Regions from separate parts of the Zea mays genome. Here region 1 is linked to region 2. A link is a contact called in public Hi-C data. All regions are on one chromosome and are shown on one strand. The core of a region is the stretch at or near the end of the contact, and the rest is flanking DNA. Distances in the headings are between cores, read along the strand shown.

Region 1 (4,253 bases), core at 1,285-3,784, 190 kb before region 2:
AGATTAAAACTTAAAAGTGCTTCAGTTATATAAAAGAAAAGAAAAAATAAATATAATACATACCCGCATATTCTCGGCTATCTGACGGCCTTGCAGACCCTCCTTATGGAGAGACCACTTGTTCTCGGCATTCTTCTTTTTCGAGAAAGGAGGTAAACCAGTGACAAATCGTCCAATAGAGTATGTCTTATCCATAACAGAATTAGCTCGTACATTATATTCCTGCCAAAAAAATGATTGATACTGACACATCAACAAATTAATCCAATGCAAACCTACAAATGACATGCATACTGGAATTCTGCAATGAAAAAAAAAAGGAAAAAATCCTTCTGATAGGTAAACCACATCACCGTGTTTCAAAGGCATCGTCTAGGCGTACACAGCTCACCTTGGGAAACAGTGGCACATTATCGCCTAGGCAACGCCTACGGCCTAGGCATCCAGGCAGACCCAACACTTGCCTCACCTTTGAACCCATGCAACAGCATTGAGTAATTCATCATTAAGCACTTTAGAATTGTGAACCTAGCATGAACTCTAATCTAACATGTCCTTACATGGCGTGCCTTGTAGACAAAACATAAAGAGGTTGATAGATTCCAAACTTGTAGACACAAAACAAAGCCAATCAGTCTGGTTGAATTGTCATCACCAGCATAGGTGCCATGTCTAAGGGATCACTTCACCAGAACAGAACAAAAAAATTTGGTATATTCCTTCTACCAACTCGAGTTTGGCTTACATGAACAAAAAATGAAGTCATTTTTTTAAATGGTTTACCATTCTGAAGCTTGTTTGACTACTAATAGAACTTAAACACCACTGGTCACTTGTACTGTCTCAAATTAAGATGTATTACATTGTTGCCAAGTAAATTCCAATACTATAGCACTCTTTAGGAATTAGGAGTGTAAGATTCCCGGTGAAATACTTCATTGCCACAATAGACCAATATTCTAGTCTCCAGTTAATCTAATTTTTTCTGCAAATGATTTCAACAAAATATATTAGAAATGTAACTCACACCATCTGGTTAGTATTTTCCCGAAGCACAAATACACTGTATGAACAAAAAATGGCTGATATCACCTCAAAAAATTGTTCAATCATCACAATACATTACCATAAATGCCATTTGAGTGATATATCTCTTTTCTCGTGCCACTGGTTTCTTCCTCCATCTGTCCATCATAATCTACCTCTAATGGTCAGGCTCTATCGCGACCAAATCTGAGTGAGTGTTTTTTTTCCTTTTGTTTAGCTTAGGTCATTTCCAAGGGGCAGAAAAAGTGCCACTTATCCAATGCAGTAGATTCTTAAAGTTAAAAAGAAACATTAATTTAATTGTCATGTGCTCTAGCAGTAATCTTTCAGATCCTTTATCAAGTGGAAGAGCTTAGAAGTTATTGAGCCAGCAACTACTGTTTTTGGTGACACTATATATACTAGTAGAATATAGATTTAGAATCACCACATGTTTATACTGTCATTACACCGAATCTCAACTATGCAATGTTTTTAAAACAAATTGTGATCCACTGCGCAAGGCCAACCTTTGTAAAGTTATAAGTTTTTTGTTTATTTGAGTGAGCAAATCATCACATCCTCCAAGTTATATTGGCCTAGTTCAACAAGCAAGTGATTGCTCTTCCATAATAATGCCCAGGCAGTCAGTGTCATCTAGTAACACCTATTCTTGCATGAACTATGGCTATTGGTTGCCACTCCAGTGTCCCAAAAAGAGAGAGATTCTGATATTTGCCATCAGCAACAAACAGGTTTGTAAAATTGTCATCAGACCCACATTTCATAGACCCAGCTGGACCCACAATTCATAGACACAGTGGTAATTATAACAAGAAGACAATCTTGTGAGTGGCAAAAAACCAATTATCTCCCCAAAAAGATGAGCGGCAAACTTGAATCAGCAATCATCTAAATTTCTAAAGTGAATGTCGCCATATATGATTACATCTACAATGAATTTTGATTCATATACCCACCCCCATCATATTATATTCCCAAAACCAACACAAAGGTCAACAAAGTTCAGCTCATTGATTCTGAAGACTCTTCAGACATCCCAATGCCTCAACCCCCGAACTATTACCGCCATCGGCACAACCGAACCCTAGGTCGCCAGCGCAAAGGTACCTGTCGCGAGGTCATGCCATCGAACGCCCTCTCGACTCCCGCTGCGCGCGCAGGTAAAGAATAATAAAGCGGAGAAGTGGATCCGTACCCGGATGAGCCTGGTGATGGGCGCGGAGCAGACGAGGCAGCGGGCACGGGAGCGTGCCATGGACTTCCCGCAGTCACTGCAGAGAGTGGTGTGCTTGCACCCCGTGCCGTAGAGATCCGACGTGTTGCCGCAGCCCTCGCAAGCCATCTTGAGCACCAGGTCCGCGCTCCCCATCGCGTTTGCAAGCGCCTGTGCTGCGGCTCCGACGGGCGAACTTGTAGCTTCGGCTTCTCCGGCGTCAGCGAGGATGCCGTGTTTCCTGTAGAGAAAATTGGATTTATGCCATTATGAAACTTAGGATTCGCTCAAATACTATTATAAGCTAAGAGAGTAAGAGACCACTATCAAACGTTGTATTACAGACAAAATACTATTTAGGGGTTATTTGAAACTTAACCTTATTTGATTATATTGGAAGCCCCGATTGGAGACGTCCGGAAGACGGGAGGCGGAGAGGTATGACGTGACGGAGTTTCGTCGTCGAACTCCACCGGCGCCCTGAACCTTCAGCTCGGCCTGCGGGAGGACGCTGGGAGCTTTGGCTGCGGCGGGGCAGGAGCCGGTCGTTAGGCCGAGCAGGCGGGTGCGGTCCGGATCACCGGAGGCGCTGGGGGAGGGCCGGGCGGCGGTGGGACTGCCAACGGAGGCGTGAGCTACCCGATGTGCCAGGTGGATGACTGCCAAGCGGATCTGACCAGCGCCCGCCAGTGGAGCTCGCCGAGCGTCGGTGGACCGTCGCTGGTGGAGGGAGAGCGCCAAGCACCGGTGGAGGAGAGCGACGTCGCCGTCGGTTTTGGTGGAAGGGACAGAGGATAGAGAAGAGAGCGTCGTCGGGTTTGAGATGTCGGCGCTTTTGGTTCGAGGGACAAAAGTGTACCGTCACTGGCTGTCAATATAATCAAATAAGGTTAAGTTTTAAATAACTTTTTAAATGGTATTTTATCTGTAAGACAACGTTTGATAATGATTTTTTAGTGAAGCGTGTTTTTATAATGGCATTTGAGCGAATCCTAAGTTTCATAATGGCATAAATCTAATTTTCTCGTTCTGTGGCCGTCCCATAAGTTCGGTTCCTGTCGAATGCGATTTGGGAACGGAAATGAAGAAATGTTTATTATTATTGTTGTTGTTACTACTACTACTACTCACTCCACATGATTTAAGTCATTTTGAATTTGTTTTAAATTAATTAGTATCAACTTTGACTAATTATATCGGATATTTGATAAGATTTTACAACACAAAAGTAAATTTTCTAGATTTATCATGATTTAAACTACAATAATATATTAAAGTAAGTTAATCTTAAAAATATTGTGGTCAAAGTTTAAATAGTTTAACTTAAAATAAATCTAAAACGACCAAATTATATGGACAGAGGGAATACTACTACTATTGTTATTATTGTTGTTATTATTATTATATAGGGGCGGTAATGAGCTTTGTTATAATCGGGTTCTATTACTATCATTTTTATATTAAAATTAATTAAGGGGATAAACAAATCATGAAAAAATATTCGAATCATAATCCATTATCGCCATTAGGGTCCGTTCGTTTCTATAGGATTGGACTAAGAATTGTTCCTGTTAATTAAAACTTATACAAATTAGAGAAGCAATCTGGACCAAAACCGTTCTAGTCTTCTATTCTCTATCAACCGAACGGGCCCTTAGTTGTATCCGATACACTTGGATCCAAACTCTTAAAATTAGAAAAAAAAAAAAAGAAACCTACATTCGAACTTGCCCGGCTAATTCTAAACCGGTTTTAAGCATCCAGTTTGGTGGTATTTAGATGGACCAAACTCAGCTTTTAATAGTTCGTAAAGTTTTAGTACCTGTTTTTCTAATTTTGACAGTTTGAAGATAATATGTTGAGATGCATTTTACTTTTGTCCTAAATTATACGATAGTACAATTATATAATGACATTAATACGCATATCTAATATATGCTAATTTTACGTTTAACCTCTCATATCTCATCTTTCATCTCTTTAATCCTTA
Region 2 (3,981 bases), core at 1,196-3,695:
TCGATGATGGCAACAAGGAGGACGGCTCCGCGAGCACCCCCGAGATCTGCTGCTGCCACTCCCACGCAGCTCTTGCTTGTGAGATCTGTGTGCAGGTTGATGTCCTCGTGGCGCCACGCCGACCTCACCGCCACCAAGCGCGCCACCCATGTCCTCACCGACCTCGCCAAAAACTATAAGAATAGGTGTAGTCACTGTCGGGGTGTACATCCAATTGAGTTTTGAGTTGGTGTTTAGCTTTCCCTTACCAGGGACGGATCAAAGCACCGTAATAAGTGTCGATATAGCTCTTTCAATTGCGCCTATTGTTTTGTGCGGGCTATATGGATCAAGGAACCCTCTTTGCAGCAGAGGTTTGTTTTGTGTTCTGCTGCTAGTAGTCGCATGTCAGTTTAATCTTTTGAGTTCTGGAAGCTGTTGGTCCCTTAGGTGTTTGGGAGATCCTTTTGAATCGAAGCACACACACTCAGGTGCTATGACCTTTGGCATTTCATAGTTGCATATTTAACTGGTGTGCGAAGAGCACCAGGATAGCACCCTTGCAGCAGGAACTTACTTTTGGTTGCTTTTCTGTTGCCTGTCATATCCCGATATTTGTTTCCTGCAAATTTACTTTGTTTAATTGTATTCTATTGATTTTACAGCTTTTGTACTTGTACAGTTACATTGTCATCTGGTTTCTATTGCACGTGTAGCTGATTAGTTGTAGTCACTATCTTGCAAGCATAGATATTAGGGAGGTATTATGTCCAGTCAAGTTTTGTGTTGGCTATGTGTAGCGAATTAGGATTGCTTTTCCTGGGATGGATCAGAGCACATGTACTGTGGCGATATAGTTGTTTCAATAGTATAGTTGCCAAATTTTATGTGTGTGCTATATAGACCAGGGAACCCACTTAGAAGCAGAAAATTTTCTGTGTGCGCGCGAAATTTTCTGTGTGTGCTAACAAATTGCAGGCAACCATCTTAACAACAAAAGAGGCTCGTACAATAGCAGAGATGATGCTAAACCACTTGTGCATGCAAAGTATCAAAAAGGAGACCAGACACATGTTGATGAAACATCTAAAAAGGTAAGCAACTTGAACCACTGTTTTCTTTTCTTGTTTCCCATGAGAAATCAACATATGTTATCCACAGATCTTTTACATGGACCCTGTAGTTATTTTTTTCCTTATCGTTTTTAGTCAAGTTTTCTGATGGGAAAGTTAAGTATACCTAATCCCCCCCAAAAAAAACACCCACCCACCAAAACACATGCACACAACCAAAAAACAAACAAAGAATTAAAAAATTTGTATGTTACACTATTAGTCTGCTTGTGGTGTTGTTTTGGTAATTGCTGGTGTACTTAGCTGAACTTTTGTTTCATTACTATAGTTTTGATCCTTGTCCTTTTGTTTGTGTTATAGCATCCATGCTGCTTTGATCTAAAATATACTGTTGAAAAAGCAAAACTTTAACTGGAGTTTGAATTCCATTTAAATCATGCTATTTGGCATATCGATTGATCCCTACTACATAGATCAAATTATGTAGGCATTTCATACGAATTATTGTTTAAACGCAACCATCAACCCACGCTCTTGGAATGATTTTTTTTCTTACAATAAGTTTTGGCATTTAGGTCCTGGAATCTGAATGCACAAATGTGGAGACCTTATAGAAAAGGGCACAAGCACACATGCATCTTGCTGATCTTGATTTGGCGGAGGCAGACATCAAGAAAGCTCTAGATAAACTACAGATCCAGACATGTTAATCATATGTACTACTGAAGTTGGCTTAATGAAATCTTTTGAGAATAACTTGCCTATTTAACTTGTGTCCTTTTTGATGGTGGCGTTGTTTGTTAGCTACAAAATCATCAATCAAAGATTGTAATTATATCATATCACTGTTTTCTATTAATTTTTAAGCTGCCGTAGCAAGGCACGGGCATCCTACTAGTTCCCGTATATGGTACAAAATGCAACATTCGTCTCAGGATTTATGTTTCTCGACTATGGTGACAGGCCTGTTTTCATCCTTCTTTCTTCGTTGTCTTGTATTCTTTTTGTCAAGTTGGGCATCCAAGTATCTGCCAATGTATACAAAAGAAATGAAGTGTTATAAAGGGTTTGTATCCTGCTTGCCTGAATTTGGGAAATCTATCAATTGCATCAGCTGGTAAAACAAGAATTGACTCGAAATTTGGATACTGGTTGAAAGAACCAAATGGTCTAAAAGGGTTGAGTTGGACTAAAAACGTTCAAACCAAAAAAACCGTGGCAACGCATATACCTAATATACACAGATTTCTTCATCATATCTGCCTGCGTCCCTATCCCTCCGTGGCCGATCGGCGGCCGCCGAACTACTGCACTACAGCAGCGGAAGGGGCTCGTACCGTCGCATGTATACGGCAGCCGACCAACCAACCAACTCCCCGGCAGCCGCAAATCCTTCCGTCCCACCGGGAAACATCCCTCTCCCTCTGACGCTGCTGCTACTCACCCTCTCGGATCCCTTTCCACCCCACCTCCCAGATGCGGCTGGCGACGACAGCGCCGGCGCCTCCGCCTCCGGATCCGTTGATCTAGTTGCTGCTGCTTGATTGGGGTTAGGAGGAGGTGGAAGAGGAGGGAATAGGAGATGTTGTTCTGGAAGGACGGCGGCGGTACTGGTGGCGGCAACGGACGGGACCTTAGCGGCGGGCCGCCCTGCGGCCAGGTTCGTGTACTCGTCGTTGGCGACTCAGGTCAGTCTGCCTCATGGGCTAGATAGTGAGTTGGTTTGGCTTAGTGGGATTTAACTTAATTGCGGCTAGATTATAGGCTCACGGGCCAACCAAGTATCGGCACTCTTATTCAGTGTATCATTTCTTCGATGTCTTGCTTACAGTTTAATTCGTGGATTCTCATTTCCATCCTAGACGGACATGTTCCGCAGACTATTCATGTTTAATTTATTATGGACAAAACTTGTAGCCAACTCATAAGAACACCCCCAGGTATACTACAGCTAGTTCTTTCGTGTATTAAGATCCGAGAAAGTCTCGTGAGATATACTTTCACCACTAATTTCCTATACAATATGTTACCAATTACTGCAAACCAATATCTTACTAAAAAAACATGTGGAATACAAATCTACCGATGTATCTTTTGCGCACTTAACATACAAATTTGTAATACACCCTACATTTTGAAATGGAGGAAGCACTTGAAATACAATCTGTGTCATGCTCTGCTGTGGGACAGAATAATGTTTGCGTCCAGAGATTATTAGCATGAGATGACTTTACCAGAAGAATTTAATGAACCTTTATCATATAGTAGCTATGAAATGATTTGAGTACCACCACAATATCTTTTTTTAGGACAGCTTGGATCATCTGTAGGCTATAAGGCCTCAGATCAGAATGTGTGAAATTTATCCTTTCCTGCTTTTAGAAAGCTATTATTAACATGTAAATGAATTCAACAACCTGATTTCTCAGCAATGCCAGAGTGACTTTCTAATGAAATCGAGAACTTGATTTGTAATTAGTCATTTGAGTAGCTCTTCCCCCCTCCCATCAGTATGAAATGAAATTCTAAATTTACACCACTTGAATAGCAACTGTTTCTTGGACTCTTGTGCCTTTCTTTGTGTGTGCCTTTTCAGCCTTAAAAAGCCGTATCCTTTTAGGAGTTGCCCCTTTCATATACTTGCGTCTAAACTTTGTGAGGCCAAACATAGTTTTTCCTTGTACCTCATGAAAATTCTCTGCTTTCTTATTCTCTTGTTGACAGGAGGCAAGGCCAAAATAATTGGAATTGTCTAGGGAATGTTTGGAAATTACAGATCCTGGCATATATTATGGCTAAATTATAGTTGTTTATAGGTTCATGAGCCAACCAAGAAACAGCACTCTAATTCAGGGGGCACTTCTCAGTTCTATTAGTCTCTGCTTCCTTACCAAAGGGACATGTTCTGCAGATTATTCTGGTTTATTTT

The links. A called contact is a pair of places that touch in the nucleus more often than the background predicts.
Region 1: a Hi-C map of ear shows a contact between it and region 2, with 2.2 times the contacts expected there. The contact joins the promoter of LOC100282440 here to the promoter of LOC100194186 in region 2. A contact is called at or near these places in 8 of 25 Hi-C or Micro-C datasets (bundle sheath, ear, endosperm and 3 more).

Annotation. Positions count from the first base shown.
Region 1 is chr5:41,564,698-41,568,950 of Zm-B73-REFERENCE-NAM-5.0, reverse strand. LOC100282440 reads right to left here and starts at 2,534. Exons shown (of 9, transcript NM_001155351.1): 1 at 2,246-2,534; 2 at 64-222. The coding sequence starts at 2,419.
Region 2 is chr5:41,378,751-41,382,731 of Zm-B73-REFERENCE-NAM-5.0, reverse strand. It overlaps LOC100194186, which reads left to right and starts at 2,445. Exons shown (of 7, transcript NM_001139233.1): 1 at 2,445-2,740. The coding sequence starts at 2,635. It also overlaps the pseudogene LOC100383530.